Regions from separate parts of the Sus scrofa genome. Here all the other regions are linked to region 2. A link is a contact called in public Hi-C and HiChIP or PLAC-seq data. All regions are on one chromosome and are shown on one strand. The core of a region is the stretch at or near the end of the contact, and the rest is flanking DNA. Distances in the headings are between cores, read along the strand shown. Region 1 holds the start of BORCS6 (BLOC-1-related complex subunit 6). Region 2 holds the start of EIF5A (eukaryotic translation initiation factor 5A-1). Region 3 holds the start of PFN1 (profilin 1).

Region 1 (4,830 bases), core at 470-2,969, 750 kb before region 2:
CAGTAATTGTGGCTGTGGCATGGACCTGCAGCTTAGCTCTGATTTGACCCCTAGCCTGGGAACTTCCATATGCCACATGTGTGGCCCTAAAAAGAAAAAAAAAAAAAAAATGGGGTGGAGAGCTGGATTTGGCCCCACAGGTCATATTTTGCTGACCCTTAATGTAGTGGACACTGTGGTCACTCCCCCACAGCCACTCCCCCCCCCCCCCCTGTGTTGCAGCTGTTTGAGTTTGGAGAGAACTAACCCTCCATCTCTAGCTCCAGGAGGAGCATAATTGTTTTAACCTAGTCAGTTAACTCTTATCACCTTGCCAGAGTGATAGCTTCCAGATGCTCAGTCCTAAGTCAATCATACAGGGTATTACCCTGGCCAAAGTGACTAAACTGGGCATATGAACCAGTTTAGGCCAATGAGATGTGGAGGGAGATTAACTGGGGCTCTTGGGAAAGTTGCATCCTTCTTCTGCGAGGTCTAATGGAAGCTAGTCCTTTCTTCCCTTCTGGAAAGTGGGGGAGTGTATCAGCTAGGATTTCTGGTTGCATGCAACAGAAAACAATTCAAGTTCATTTAAGCACAAATAGACCTTATTTTCAGCATGCTGGGTAATTCACAGAATCTCTAGGAGAACTAGGCTTGGGTTTTACACAGCCAGGAAGCATTCCACTGCAGAAGTGGTCCAGTAGACGGTGGTGGGAGCCTAAACCATGTGCCAGGGAAGCTGGGAAAGGGACTGCTTGGTATTCCAGCTTTTGTAGTGAAGATGGGCTCTGCCTGATGAGGTGGAAGAGTCCTCAAACCCTGGGATTCAGATACCCTGGGAGGGGCCAAAAGAATGACTCTGGATCCTGGTTACAGACTGAATGTTTTGGGCTTTCTAAAATTCATGTTGAACCCTTACCCCACAATGTGATGGTATTTGGAGGTGGGAACTTTGGAGGTAATTAGGTTTAGGTCATGAGATTGGGGACCTCATGATGGGATAGGTGTCCTTATAAGAAGAGGCCAGAGGTGTTCCCTGGTGGTTCAGCAGGTTAAGGATTGAGTGCTGTTACTGCTCTGAGTCAGGCCACTGCTGTGGTGTAGGTTCCCTGGCCTGAGAAGTGATGCAAACACATCTTGAATGAGTTCAGGCCAAAAAGGAGAAATTAATGGCTTGGGGTCATTTACTTAATAAATATTTATTGAGCACCTACTATATGCTAGGCACTGTCCTAAGCACTGGGGCTACAAATGAGAACAAAAGAGACAAAAAGCCTTACCCTCTTGGAACTTACATGAGTAAGTAAGCAAATATATTGTATTCCAGATGGTGATAAGTGCTAGGAAGAAAAGGCAGGGAAGGAAGATGAATTGCTGGAGAAAGTGGTTGCAATTTTAAACACTGTAAGGAAGGCCTCACTGAAAAGATAGCATTCGAATAAGGACCCGAAGGAGAGAAGGAAAGGAGGAATATCCAAGATGAAAATTTTTCTTGGTTGATAGACCTAGCCTCAAAAAAAGGGTGGTTGGGGTGGGGGTAGTTGCAAGAGCAAGTCTAAATCCCTGAGACGTCAGCATGTCTGTCTTCTCAGGAAGAGTGAGGAGGCCAGTGTGGCTCCAGCAGGAGCAGTAGGGGAAGACATGAGATCAGAATGGTACCAGGACTCTGACCTTCAGGCTCATTCGTTTATTGAATGTTTTACCTAGTGGTGAAATCACACACCATCCTCCAAGAGGAAACTCTCAAACCTGGAAGGGGCGGGAAGACAGAGTGGCAAATGAGAAGAGAAGCGCTTAAGCCCGCTTCTCTGCCCACTGTGAGCCGCTCTGGGCAGTTCATTTCCTAGAACCATGGAACGAACCATTCATGTTCTGTTGAGAATTCTGGTTTTATCCTTTCTGATCAACTAGGCGCGGTTCAATCCCGACTGTCCAAGCAGGATATACTACTTCCATCCCAAAAACCTCTCTTAGGAACCCTGATTCCTGTCCTCACCAGATGTGTTTGTTAAGCGGCAATTGTGGGCCTGGCAACTGTGGGCGGAAAAAGCCAGAGCCCCGCCCCCGGTGGACTCTAACGTTTCAGGATCTTCATCTTTAAGATCTGCCCCCTCAACTTTTTGAAAGGGCTGGGCGAAGAGCGCAGCTGTCACCTCCTACTCTCCACCCCGCGGGCTCTCACGTGCGTTCGATTGCTCAATAACAGCGCTCCTTCTGGGACTTCCTGGTCGCCGCGCCCAATCAGAGTGTTGTTTCCGTCCTGACCATTGTCAGCCGGTGGCCAATCGGCGCGCCTCTACAACGCCCCTTAAAGGAGCCGCCAAGGCCTTCCCAGCCGGGGCGAACCAATTCCTCGGTTCCTGCCCCCAACTGCGGTATGGAGTCGCCTCGGGGGCGGCCTGGGCCCGAGGCGGACCTTCTGGCTCTAGGAGAACAGCAAGCCGCGATCTTCGGCGGCGGCCCGGGCCGAACGCCCTCTGAGCCGCCCGCAGGCCTCCGGCTGTCCGGAGAGGAAGAGGCCGAGAACGTTGAGGGCACGAGCCGCCACCCCAGGGCGTCCCCAAAGCCTTCGGGCTGCAGCTTCGTCCACCGGCCGGAACGGGAGCCTCGGGAGGATGAGCTGGGCCGGCGAGGGACCCCTTCTGGGGCAGAGAGCTGCCTGGGGGCGCCGGGTCCCGAGCATGATCCGCATGGGTCCTTGCGGCTCAAGAACCCTGAGCCGCCAGAGGACAAGCCTGCATCTGAGAGGGTCTGCCGTCGGGGGAGCCCTGGAGGCGGCGGGATGGATGTTGAGCAGGAGAAGGAAGACGATGAGGAGGAGGCGGCAGCCGGCAGGACTGGCCGTTCGTTCTCCAGCCGCCTTCAGGACAGCCGCAGCCTGGACGGGCTGAGCGGGGCGTGCGGAGGCTCCGGGTCCGCAGGGGGTGCCGAGTATGGCCCGGGCGGCGGGCGGCGCGCCACCATCTCCAGCCCCCTGGAGCTCGAGGGCACGGTGAGCCGCCATGGCGACCTCACCCACTTTGTCGCCAACAATCTGCAACTGAAGATCCGTCTGAGCGGCGCCCCTCAACCCCCGCCCCCTGCCCCTGCGCGGCCCTGTTCAGCTCCGACACCCACTCCGGCCATCCCTCCCATCGATCCCGACGTGCTGCGGGACCTGGAGCGGCTGAGTCGGGAGCTGGGCGGCAGGGTGGACCGTCTGCTTCGCGGGTTAGGTGGTGCGGTTCAGGAGCTGACAGCTCTGAGTGTGGGCTGCATCCAGACCTACCGTGATGCCGTGGACTCCTTAGGCGAAGCTGTGGACATGAGCATCAAGGGCATGTACACCCTGCTGGCGCGCTGTGAGGAGCTGGAGCGAGCTCTGCAGCCGGTTCAGGGGCTGGCACGCCAAGTCCGGGATATCCGACGCACTCTGGAGGTTTTGGAGGCCCTGTGCAAGTGACCAGGAGGGCGGGAGCGGCCTGGCAAGGCCAGGTATCAGCAGGATCTTAAGGACTCTTCAAGGAGCCTTGGTGGGAACCTGCCCACTGAGGGGAGGCCTATGCATTGGAAGCTTTTCCAGATAACGTTTAGCCGGCCCGCGACCACTCGCTAGACCTTATGCAGGTGTATATGGGAAGTTCTAAAGGCCCTTCTGGTGGGAGGAGGTGATGCTCTGCTTCTATTCAGTTGGCTCTCTGCAGCTACCTTGTTCTCCTAACTCTCTGCCCTAGTTAGAGCACTATCTCTGGGAAACCGGGGCTTTAGCTCTGGGTTTGGGAGACATGACTGCCATTATGTGATCAAGAAAGGAGAACGGTGGCCCAGCCCCCACTGTGGCCACCCTGACCTCCAGTGGTCACATCTCATGTACCAGAGACTGTGGGAGCTTAAGTGGTCCCTGACCACACACCATGCCGACAAGGATGCACACTTGCAAATGGATAACCTCCTGCTTCTGCGCTCTGGCCTCCTACCACCCCATTTCCCCAGCCATAACCTGGGTGGAGCTGGAAGAATGTATTGCATGGTAGAGGGGGTGACTTGGGAGTCGTCTCACTGCTCTCAGGGTTCAGTTAGATTTGTTGCTGGTTTTGAAGCCCACCTGTTGTGGAGTGTTCTAATCAGTTTTGGCTTTCTGAGTTTTTGTGGAATTAAAGTGCTGCTGCTGCTAAGGCTGAGGCTGTGTCTGTGTGGGAATATAGGAATTGATGAGCCAAAGAAATGGGAATGAGTTCTCTTGGGGCCAGTGCTGGAAATGGGGTGGGGTCCCAGGCTACATGAGGAAGAATATGTTTCATGCTTCTGAGCAGCAGATCTGAGGGGAAATGCAAGATGCAGATATGGGCTCAGCGATCCAGTAAAAGTAGCATCAGAAACAAGGTGGAAGAGAAAGGGAAGGGGTCGTCTTTTTAGTTCCTGAAGAGGACAGGCAGGGCCTGGGCAAACTAGGGAAAGACTGGGAACACTTGTTAGTTCATTTTTGACCCCATTTCCCACACTTCGTTGTTCTGTGCCATATGTATGGTCTGAGACAATCTTTGTTCCAATCCTTGGCAGCCTTCCATTTGCAGTCGCATAGTAACATTCCAGATTTAGAAAGAGATCACAGGAGGAGGAGATCCAGTTTTGTTAAAATTTCTTCCTCCCCCTGAAGTCACTACTACTTTGGTCTGAATTTAAACATGTTTCTTTTCTGAGTGTGAAAAGTATTGGAAATATTGCTCCACAAGCTTTGCCTAGCAACAAAAGTGTTGCTTCAAATTGTTTTTTTAGAAGAAAAGAAACTGGCCCGTACGGGGATCGAACCCGCGACCTTGGCGTTATTAGCACCACGCTCTAACCAACTGAGCTAACCGGCCAATTGGT
Region 2 (4,834 bases), core at 2,102-4,601:
CAGGAAAACAAGGACGGAGCACCTGAATAGCCAGAGCATACATAAAGGAGCTCGAAGAAAAGCTGGGAGATTCACACATCGATGGAGAAGAGGAGGGATTTCGAGGATGACAGGCCACAGGAGAGTAACCAAGGAAAAAGCTGAATGCTGGTGTGGCAGTTGAAAGGTGTTCCAGGCTAAGGGCTGAGCTCAGGAACTGGACAGTAATAAAAGAGCTAAAGAAGGTAGAGGGCCAGCACGGATGACAGCTTGTGGGAAAGGCAAAATGTGGAAGTGAAATTCTAACCTTGGCGTGGCCGTGCTTGCCAGTCTTGGAGGTAGACATCTCCACAATCTTACATGGCCGGCCTTTGAGCACCACAAAGCCATTCTTACGTAACGCTGAGCACTGCATCGGGAAGGTGGCTGAGGCCCCTGCATCTCCTGTCTCGAAGTCCAAATCATCTGCCATTTTAAGAGGCTTCGATTCCAACTAGAGTCAAGAAAAGAACTAGGGTCAGTAAGGACAGAGTTCACAGATCTCCAATCTATTCCACTCTACTCTGGAAACAGTACTTCATTCCTCCCCCTTTATTCCATTACCCGCATAGTATGGTACAAGCTCCTACGTTACATCCTGACGGGGATCAAAAATACCTCAGAACTAGTGTGTATATGCAGGCGGAAGATCAGCAGGATCCCCACAGCAAATGAAAGCTAAAGGGGCGGCTTGGGATAGGAGACCTCCAGGACGTTAGGATGCCAAATCTCTGAGATGGGCAAAGGCCTGCCTCCTAGTACGGGGAGGACTCAGGTGTAACTTGCCAGTGAAACCAACCACCCCTCTTCCCCACACAGAACCAGGGCTATAATTAGGTGAGCAGCTATGAGCCAGCAAAAGGGCGGGGCTAATGGAGGGGAGGGGGGTGGAGACCGGAGGACAGGGAGCCCCACCCGTCTCTGTTACACCCCCCCCACCCTATCCACACACGAGCCAGTCATTGGTACAGGAAACCACAAGGCCTCTTTGGGGGATTCCCGCCTCTCCAACATGCATTTGCAGATGCAGCCGAGGGGAAGAAAGTAAAGTTGTTTTCTAACAGATCTCCCTGCCAAACACCTCTGGTTTCCCAAAGGGAACCCAGGAACCCAGCCTCTTCGCGAGGGCCCTCCCACTTTTCCCAGGATGCATCAGTCCTGTCGGCTTTTCAGGCCGGGCCTGTACAGTCAGTAGAAAGTGGGGGAGTGAAGAGTGGTGAATGACAATAAAATGAAAGCAAAAGGCTGGTAGTAGTTAGAAAGTAGAATAAATTATACTAAGCTAGGAAAGTTATGGACTCTAAAGCCGGGAACTCCCAAATCAGACCCAACGAGAACGACAGTGACAAGGTGAAGAGCACCTATCACACAGAGTAACTCATCTGCCCAGGACTTTAAGCCGTTGTCGGCATGACCGAGAAGAGTTGGGCTCCCGTCCAACTGCTCTCAGTTTCCCCATTTCGTTGGCCTCCCAGCACGGAAGAGTGCCACTTACACCTGGCTGGCCACCTCGCTTCACAGGAGGATATGGGGGAAAAGCCCCAGGGGCCCATGAGGGGAGAGAACACTAACATATGCCCGCAGACGGCTCTCCGGAGTGATCAGGATCCGGGCCACGGGCTACTCGCACTCCTCAAAATTCCAAGCCCCCTTAAGCGCCCGCGAGGACTAGCTCTCCCCGCGCGGGGGGTTGCCGGCTCCCGCCCACCATGTGGCCGCCCGGGGCTTCCGGTGGCGGGGACCTGGGGGGAGGGGTCCCCGCGCTGCCATGCGGCCCCCGTCCACGTTCGGCCATGCGGCCTCCGACCCCGAGGGCAGGCTGCCGTGGGGGCACTTCCGGTGCTGCGGGCGCCCCCTCCTCAAAGGCCGCGCCAGGCCGGAGCCACGCCGCCTCCCCTCCCCTCGCTGGCCGCCAACCCCCCCACATGCCCTCTCACCGAATAGCCCCCTCCCCCACCTCACGTGGCCGCGCGGCTCCCGGTTCTAAACGGCCCAGGTACCCTTGCCCCGGCGGGCCGATCTGGTCCCCGGCCCTCGTCCCAGCGTGGCCGCCCGGCGGCCTCTCCCGCGTGGCGGCCTCGCGGCTCGCCGTCCCCCGCCCTGCGTCGCTCCAACGTCACCCGGCCAGCCCCAACCGTCACCCCGCGCGCCAACCGGGGCGCGCGCCCGAGCCTCTCCGCACCTCGCGCTGCTGCCCGACCGAACCCCGTGCGGCGGTGGCCGCCGCTCCCCTCTGCCCCCTCCCCGACACTCGCGCAGTTCCATCTCTACTCCCAGGCCCAAACCAAGGTTCCGCGCACGCGCGCCCTGCTCGCTCTCACCTCGCGCGAACGCACTGACTCGACCCCGTCCGCTCGCCGCGAGCCCAACCGCTGCCTCCGAGCCCGCTGCCGCCGCCGCCGCCGCCGCCGCCTCTACCGCCGCCGCCGCTGCTGCTGCACACGGGTCTTAGTACGCAGGCGCCGACTCCCCACTGACCAACCAAGCAGCCCTGTGACAGCCGCGCAAGCGTGCTACCTATCTCCTCCGCCCTCCACCCCCGCACTGCGCAAGCGCACAGACCCTCCCCGATCTCCACCCTCCCTCCTACCTACCCATCCAATGACGCGCATACGTGACCCCGCCCCTCACAAATCCTGAGCTCGTCCCACCGGTAGACAACGCGCAGGCGCACCCGGTTTTTTAAGCCCTTCCACCTCCTCTCCCCTCCCCGGGTTAGACCACCAGCTCTACCGGACAGTCCTTGCGCTTGCGCAGTAAGGAGCCCCGCACTCCACACCCTCTGAAGGAAACGCCTCGGCCTCAAAGCGCATGCGTGTTGGGAATCCTGACCGCCCCTTCCACCTCAGACGTCGTCTGTACGCCAGGCGTTGAAAAGACCACGCCACTGTATTGCTGGTTCTGTCTAGAACGCATGCGTCTTAGGAAACGCCCCACTTCGGCTTTAGCTGGTCTTAAAAGACTCACACGTTTCAGAAAACTTGTGCTGTGGGGTGGGCCCCTTGTCTCTGAGCCCATCCCCCACGGTTCCGCACATGCGCGGCAGAGCCCTTTCGATTCCAGCCGCCCTAGCGCGCTAGTGCTGGTCGGGTTACCACCCTTCTCAGCTTCACTTCTCTAAACTGCGCTTCTGCTCTGCCATAGAGTTTCGCGCGGGAAGATAGAGCGGTCCTGCCCTCAGCCACCATCTTGTTTAAAACCCTGGTCCGTGTTGGTCCCAGTAGTTTCCACAGAGGCCTTTCTACTTCTGATTCCTAAGATGTAGAGACTTACACGGTATTTCTCTTTTTCCTCCACCTAGTCTCCGCCGTCTCCAGAGCAGTCGTCTACAAGCAAACCTAGAAAAAGTTCACTGTAATGAAGAGTGGGGTATCAGATTTCACTGACGTTCTTTAAGTCCTAGGAGGTGTCCGCGAAGCCAGAAACATGCTCTCCCTCGGAATGAGTTTACCTGGCCCTCGTTCTAGGGAAAAAAGCTGCTGCTTTTCCTGAAAGGTTATAATCTTACCTCTCCAGTTCCAGGATTTTCAGCACTACCTGTATGCCTTCATTGCTTCAGTAAGCTAAGTGGACAACAGAATTGTGTAACAAGACAAGCAACTAAGCTGGGCTTGGAATCTGGTTGTTTTGTTTGAGATGTGACCTGCTAGATGGAAACTGCAAACACTCGTTTGAATGAATACATTTATGTAGCATATAATATCATCACCCCCAGCTCTTCCTACTCAGTTTTCTGTGTTTTATGGCATTTGCTTTGAGAGAGAGAAAACAACAACAACAGTCTTCCTGAGAGTATTGTTTAAAAGTCCAATTTCTGCTCTTGTCAAAGATGTATTACATGACCCAACAATTCCAGTCCTAGGTATCTACCTCCCTCCAAAATTAAAAACAGGTATTCACATCCTTGCACGCTAATGTTTACAGCCGCACTATTCATGGTGGTCAAAACGTGGAAACAAAGGGGTTCATTCCCATTGTGGCTCGGCCGGTTAAGAACCTACTAGTATCCGCGAGAGAATGCAGGTTGGATCCCTGGCTTCACACAGTGGGTTAAGGATCCTGCATTGCTGCAAGCCACAGTGTAGGTGGTAGATGTGACTGTGATCCCATGTTGGTGTGGCTGTGGTGTAGGCTGGCAGCTGCAGCTCCCATCGGACCCCTAGCCTGGGAATTTCGATATGCCAGGAGTGGCCCTAAAAAAAATTGTGTTTTTTTTAAATTAATTAATTTTTTTGTCAAAAACTTTTTAAAGGTGGAAACAACCCAAACATCCGTCAACAGATGAATGAGTAAATTGTGGCATGTGTGTGTAATGGACTATGAATCGCCAAAAGGAATGAAGTGTTAATGCATGCTCCAGCTCGATGAACTTTGAAAACATTTTGCTAAGAAGCCAAAAAAGGTCACATGCTTTATGCTTTCATTGATAAGAGATATTCAGAGTAGGTAAGTACATAGAAACAAAAAGCAGACTGGGGGCTTCTCTTGCGATAAAGTGAGTTAAAGATGCGGCACCGTCCCTGTAGGGACTCAGGTCGCTGCTGTGGCGTGAGTTGGATCCTTGGCCAGGGAACTTCCACATGCCGCGGATGCAGCCAAAAAGGGAAAAAAAAAAAAAAAAAATAGCAGATTGGTGGTCACCAGATGTTGGAGATAAGGGGAATGGGAAGTAACTGTTCAGAGGTCATGGGGTTTTATTTTAGAGTCATGAAATGTTTTGGAATTAAACGTGGTGGTTGCACAACGTGTGAATGCACTAAATACCACTGAATCGTTTATTTAAAAATGGTTTTATGTTATGTGAATTTCATCTCCG
Region 3 (4,533 bases), core at 1,467-3,966, 700 kb after region 2:
GGAAGGAGAGGGGTGCAAAAGCAGTGGGGAGTGAAGGGGAGGGACAGACGAGGTCAGTACTGGGAACGCCGCAGGTGGGAAGCCATTTCATAACATTTCTTGTTGATCATACCACCGTGGACACCTTCTTTGCCCATCAGCAGGACTAGCGCTGGAGGAAAGAGAAAGGAGGCTAGGACCCAGGTGTCACAATCCCACTCCCGCCAGCTGTTCAGCAGCTGTCCAGCCCTGGGGGCTGTAACCCAACCTCATCTTTCCCAACCCCCCACACACAGGCAGGCTGTCAGTCACCCTGAAACAATAGGGCTTTTCAAAAGGGGAAAATCAAGCTTAAAGGCTGGAAAGGAACACAGTAAAATTTAGGGGTCAAAGGCTCGCAGACAGTTGACTCATGTGTTCAGGCTAGAAATGGCTGTGGATGAGCCTGCCACCTCCAAGTTTTAACAAAGAGCCCCAAAGACAAGAGCTCAAGTGCCGACTTAGAACTAACAGCCTACCTCCTCCAAGAAAACCAGAGAGTTTCCCAGCTAAAAAGACTCAAGGCAAGAAGGAACTTAAGAGGTAATACAGTTCAACTTCTTTCTAAGATGAGGAACTGAGACAGAACTAGAGGGACAATCCAGCGTCCCAGGCCTGATCCCTTCATACTGGGGAATCCACAAAGAAAACCCGAAAGATTAGCAGAAGGAGGTCCATTAGGGAAAGGGCAAAAAACTCAGAAACTCACTCTTGGCAGTCATGGTGACAGTGATATTGAAGGTGGGGGCTCCGCCAGTGCTCTTGGTACGAAGATCCATGGTAAATTCCCCGTCCTGCAGCAGTGAGTCCCGGATCACAGAGCATTTCTGGCCCCCAAGCGTTAGCCCATTCACGAAAAAACTTGACCGGTCTTTGCCAACCAGGACACCAACCTCAGCTGGCTGGAAGGGGAACCAAGCACCATCAAGTTAGTCAGTACCCCAAGGTTCCCACCTTCTCCAAGGACCCACCTGCCTTCCATTTCTTCAGGAAGCTAACCCCCCTGGGAGGGGTGTATGTTATGTGCTTTGTACACACCAGTGAAATTTGAGCAACTCAGGACTGTCGGAAGTTCGTGCACAAAAAGATCATGATCCTCAAACTTAGGAGAATGGTAACAGAAAGGGACGACATATTCCCCTGGAGACTTAGATGTCATTTCTTGGGAAAGCAAACCCAGGAAATAAAGGGGGCCAAAAAGGAGTGAGGAGAGTGGAGTGGAATGGACTGGAGAGCCTTTGGATGCTCAGAAGTCTCCTTCAGGAAAAGCAGAAGCGAAGAGGGGAAGGGAGGGGGCGGGCGAAGCAGGAGAAGCAACTTTGCCCTTATTTGGTCAAAGGTTCTACAGGAGTTGTTAGGGGCCCGGACGCCTGGGTCTCTAAGTAACCTTGAGTTCAGGTCCAGGTATCTGTGCTCTAAGAGGAGGAAGCAAGATGTCTGGGGGCATTCCGGGAAAGTTGAAAAACTTTTGGAGGGGGCCTGGGGCTAGACCCAGCAAGCCAGCTCTCGGGTCTTGATACCCCAGGGAAACTCTCTCCCCTCCCCCTTACACCCCAAATCCCCACATCCGGTCCCCTCCCGCCCGGAAATCCCCTTCCCCCCCTTTCGAACTTCCGCTCCCCCTCCCCACTTCCGGGCAGTGTGGACTGGGGAGGTGGTGAGGGGACAGCAGAAGTCATCCCTTACTCCTTCACTGATAATTCAGTCCTAGAACTTCTCACAAAGTTCCCCTGCTCCAGGCCCCGCCGGATGGCGGGAAGGGAGGGCGAGGGGACTTCCGGGATCGGTCTCACAGGAATGTTGAGTCTAACGTGCCGACTGCGGGGGGGCGGAGGGCGTGAGGCGGCCTAGCCCTCTCTAACGGAGCTGGGAGGGGCAGGGAGCGCAGAGGACGGGCATGGGACCTTGGCCACGCGAGCCGGGCTCCCACCGCATAAGGAGGAACAATGGTGGAGGGGGCGCGAGCAGGCGGGCGGAAGTGGAGCTCAGGGTCCAGGGGTCCCCGAGTCCCTTCTCAATCACAATCCCGGGTTGAAACTGCAGCGTGTGCCCGCCCCGCCCTGGAGGAGACGGAAGTGGGCCGCCGCACCGGGCGGCGCGCCCCTCCCCGCCCTGTGCCCCGGATGTAACGCCCCGTCTCGGAGAGCGGGGCCGGCGGGCTGGCCGGGCGCCGCCGCCCGGGACGTACGACTCGGGGGGCCCCGGGACGGACCGGCTCACGTGCAGCCACCATTCGCGCCACTTCCAGGGCCAGGAGCGACCACGGCTTTTCGCTGCGCTCTCCAGAGCGTGCCCGCCCCCACCCAAGTCCCTCCCTCAGGGTCCAAGCCCGGCCAGTTCCCCAGACCCCGCAGGCCTCGCAGTACCGTGATGTTGACGAAGGTTTTCCCGGGGACGGCGGCCCAGACGGAGGGCGAGTCCTTATAGCCCACGATGGCCGCGTCCTGACAGGTCCCGTCCGCCATGAGGTTGTCGATGTAGGCGTTCCACCCGGCCATGGCGCTGCTACTGGGGCTGCTCTCGGGGCTACTGCTGGGGCCGCGGGTTGGGCTCGGGCTGCCTCGGACTGGCGGGCGGGGGAAGGCAGAGAGCTTGGGGCACGCGCTGCCGTCCGGACCGCGGCTCTGCTAGCTGTGCAGCAGCCCTCGCACCGCCACTTCCTGCTCCTCCCCACCCCCCTAGATTTTTATTTGCAAAGGGCGGTGGGGGCGGGGCCTACTCCTCATCCCCTCCCTCCTCCTTCTCGCCTGCCCAGATACCGAACTTTGCAAATGCAATTTAAAAAATCCCTCCCCCTATTGCAAAATTTGCCGAGTTCGATGGGAACCGACGCTGAAAGGATGGGAGGCGGGGGGGTTAGAGTTGGGGCTCGCGCCAATTTGCATAGAATATTAGACTTTGGTGTAGGGAAAGAGAGTGAGCCAGAGGGAGGAAGGAAAGTGAACGGAGAAAGAACTAGCGAGCTGCAAATTTAGCAGATTAAGAGGGTTCGGGGAACTCAGGGTTAAACGGAACGACTCCCCCTTCCCCCACCTCTGCTGTGGGGTTGCGGGGGGAGGAACGGCAGGCGGCGGCAGCGCGTGCGCCCGCGCCTGCGCCGGGGCAGAGAGCGAGAGCGCGTGGGGCGGTTAGGGCCGGCCGCCGGCTTCGCGGGCGCGCGCCGGGGCGCGCCGGGCCGGGCCGAATTGGACCCCCAGCGAAGGAAGGCGGGCCGGGGACGTGTCTGCTGCTGGGCGGAAGGGGCGGGGGTGAGGCGCGCACGTTACCGCTTCTGCACTCTTGATTTTATTTATTCAAGAAATAAAGGCAGTAAAGGGAAATTTGACAAAATACCCCGACCATTTTCCAAGTTGAAGGCGCCCACCGGGGACACTTCTGTCCTCAGCATCTGCACGGCGGCATAAGTTGCACTCGCTGGAGCCCACCCGACTCCACGGGGATTATCCCTCGCGCTGGATCAGCTCCAGCCTTAGGCCTCACTCCATGACTGTGCCCCGGTCAGCAGTTTGGGTCGCCGTCCGTCCCCCTTACCCTGTCTCTGCAGAGGTCACTGAGCCTCGGCGCCCGCGGGGCGCGGCGGGCGGGCCTATTTTTCAAGGCGGAAGAATACTAGGGTTTCAACATGCAACTTTTTCAAGAAGAGGAAAGTCCCTTCTACCCTGGCCCCCTGGGCCTTTTTCCTCTTCTTTTTTCAGTAAAACTTATGCTAAGAAATTGTGTGCGAAGAGTTCGTTCGCCGCCCGCTGGGAAGCGGGTGGGGTTAGGACCCGGCTTAGGTGAACCAGCCCCGGCTGGCCGCCGGGTCCGCTGAGGGGCTTGGCCGCTTCCGGTCCCTCGGGGGAGGGGCGCCTCCCGGGCGTGAAGGGGCTTCGTACCTTCCCCGTCCCCCCCAGAGGGGTGCGGTGCTCCCGAGGCCGCTGCGAACCCTAAAGGCACCCGCCGCCCCCCGAGCCTGGTTCCTCGACAGCCGCCGTGGCTGAGTCACTGGCCGGCCCGGGCGGGGCCGCACGCGGGCACGTGGCGGCGCTCCCCGCCCGCCGTCTCCTGACCTCTGGCCTGCCGCACCCCCTACCCCAGGGTGGAAATCTCCCGAGAGGGAGCGGCCAGAGATAAGGGGGGGGTGAGATGGAAGACGGGAGTAGGGATCCTGGGGTGGGGGCTGGGAGACCGACCCCGCAGGGCAGGCGGGGTGGGGAGGAGAGCTCGGGAAAGGGCCGGGGGTGAGTCACCAGGCGCTGGCCGCTCCGGCGCCTGCGGGAAGGACCTCCGAATCAGGGGCGACGAGCCGAGGCGCCGGTGACCCTCGCCCTTTGGCTGGCCAGCCTGCTGGCCCAAGCCCCAGCGTGCCCTCCGCTCCCGGCTGGGTTTGCAGCCCAAGTCGGCACAGACTTCACTCCCGCCCAACACGCCCAGGCGGAGAAATTCACCAAATTCCGAGACGCGTTTTCCCGCAGGGCTGTTAGCAGACCACCCAACTGCCCCCCCCCACCCGCCACGGCGGTCAGACGCTCAGAA

The links. Hi-C and Micro-C count contacts between places; a contact is called where the count stands out from the background. HiChIP or PLAC-seq counts read pairs in DNA pulled down with a chosen protein or histone mark.
Region 1: a Hi-C map of liver shows a contact between it and region 2, with 3 times the contacts expected there. The contact joins the promoter of BORCS6 here to the promoter of EIF5A in region 2. A contact is called at or near these places in 1 of 5 promoter capture datasets (fetal liver) and 1 of 47 Hi-C or Micro-C datasets (liver).
Region 3: a contact with region 2 is called in an H3K27ac HiChIP or PLAC-seq map of alveolar macrophages. The contact joins the promoter of PFN1 here to the promoter of EIF5A in region 2. A contact is called at or near these places in 1 of 47 Hi-C or Micro-C datasets (liver) and 1 of 2 datasets of contacts at active chromatin or transcription factors (alveolar macrophages).

What each region holds. Positions count from the first base shown.
Region 1 is chr12:53,403,641-53,408,470 of Sscrofa11.1, reverse strand. It overlaps BORCS6 (BLOC-1-related complex subunit 6), which reads left to right and starts at 1,719. Exons shown (of 3, transcript XM_021067862.1): 1 at 1,719-4,830. The coding sequence starts at 2,360. The coding sequence ends at 3,424. It overlaps TRNAI-AAU (a tRNA gene), which reads right to left and starts at 4,823; the gene lies at 4,750-4,823.
Region 2 is chr12:52,657,557-52,662,390 of Sscrofa11.1, reverse strand. EIF5A (eukaryotic translation initiation factor 5A-1) reads right to left here and starts at 3,351. Exons shown (of 6, transcript XM_021067817.1): 1 at 3,292-3,351; 2 at 287-472. The coding sequence starts at 451.
Region 3 is chr12:51,960,825-51,965,357 of Sscrofa11.1, reverse strand. PFN1 (profilin 1) reads right to left here and starts at 2,716. Exons shown (of 3, transcript NM_001244416.1): 1 at 2,385-2,716; 2 at 728-920; 3 at 1-151. The coding sequence starts at 2,516. The coding sequence ends at 54.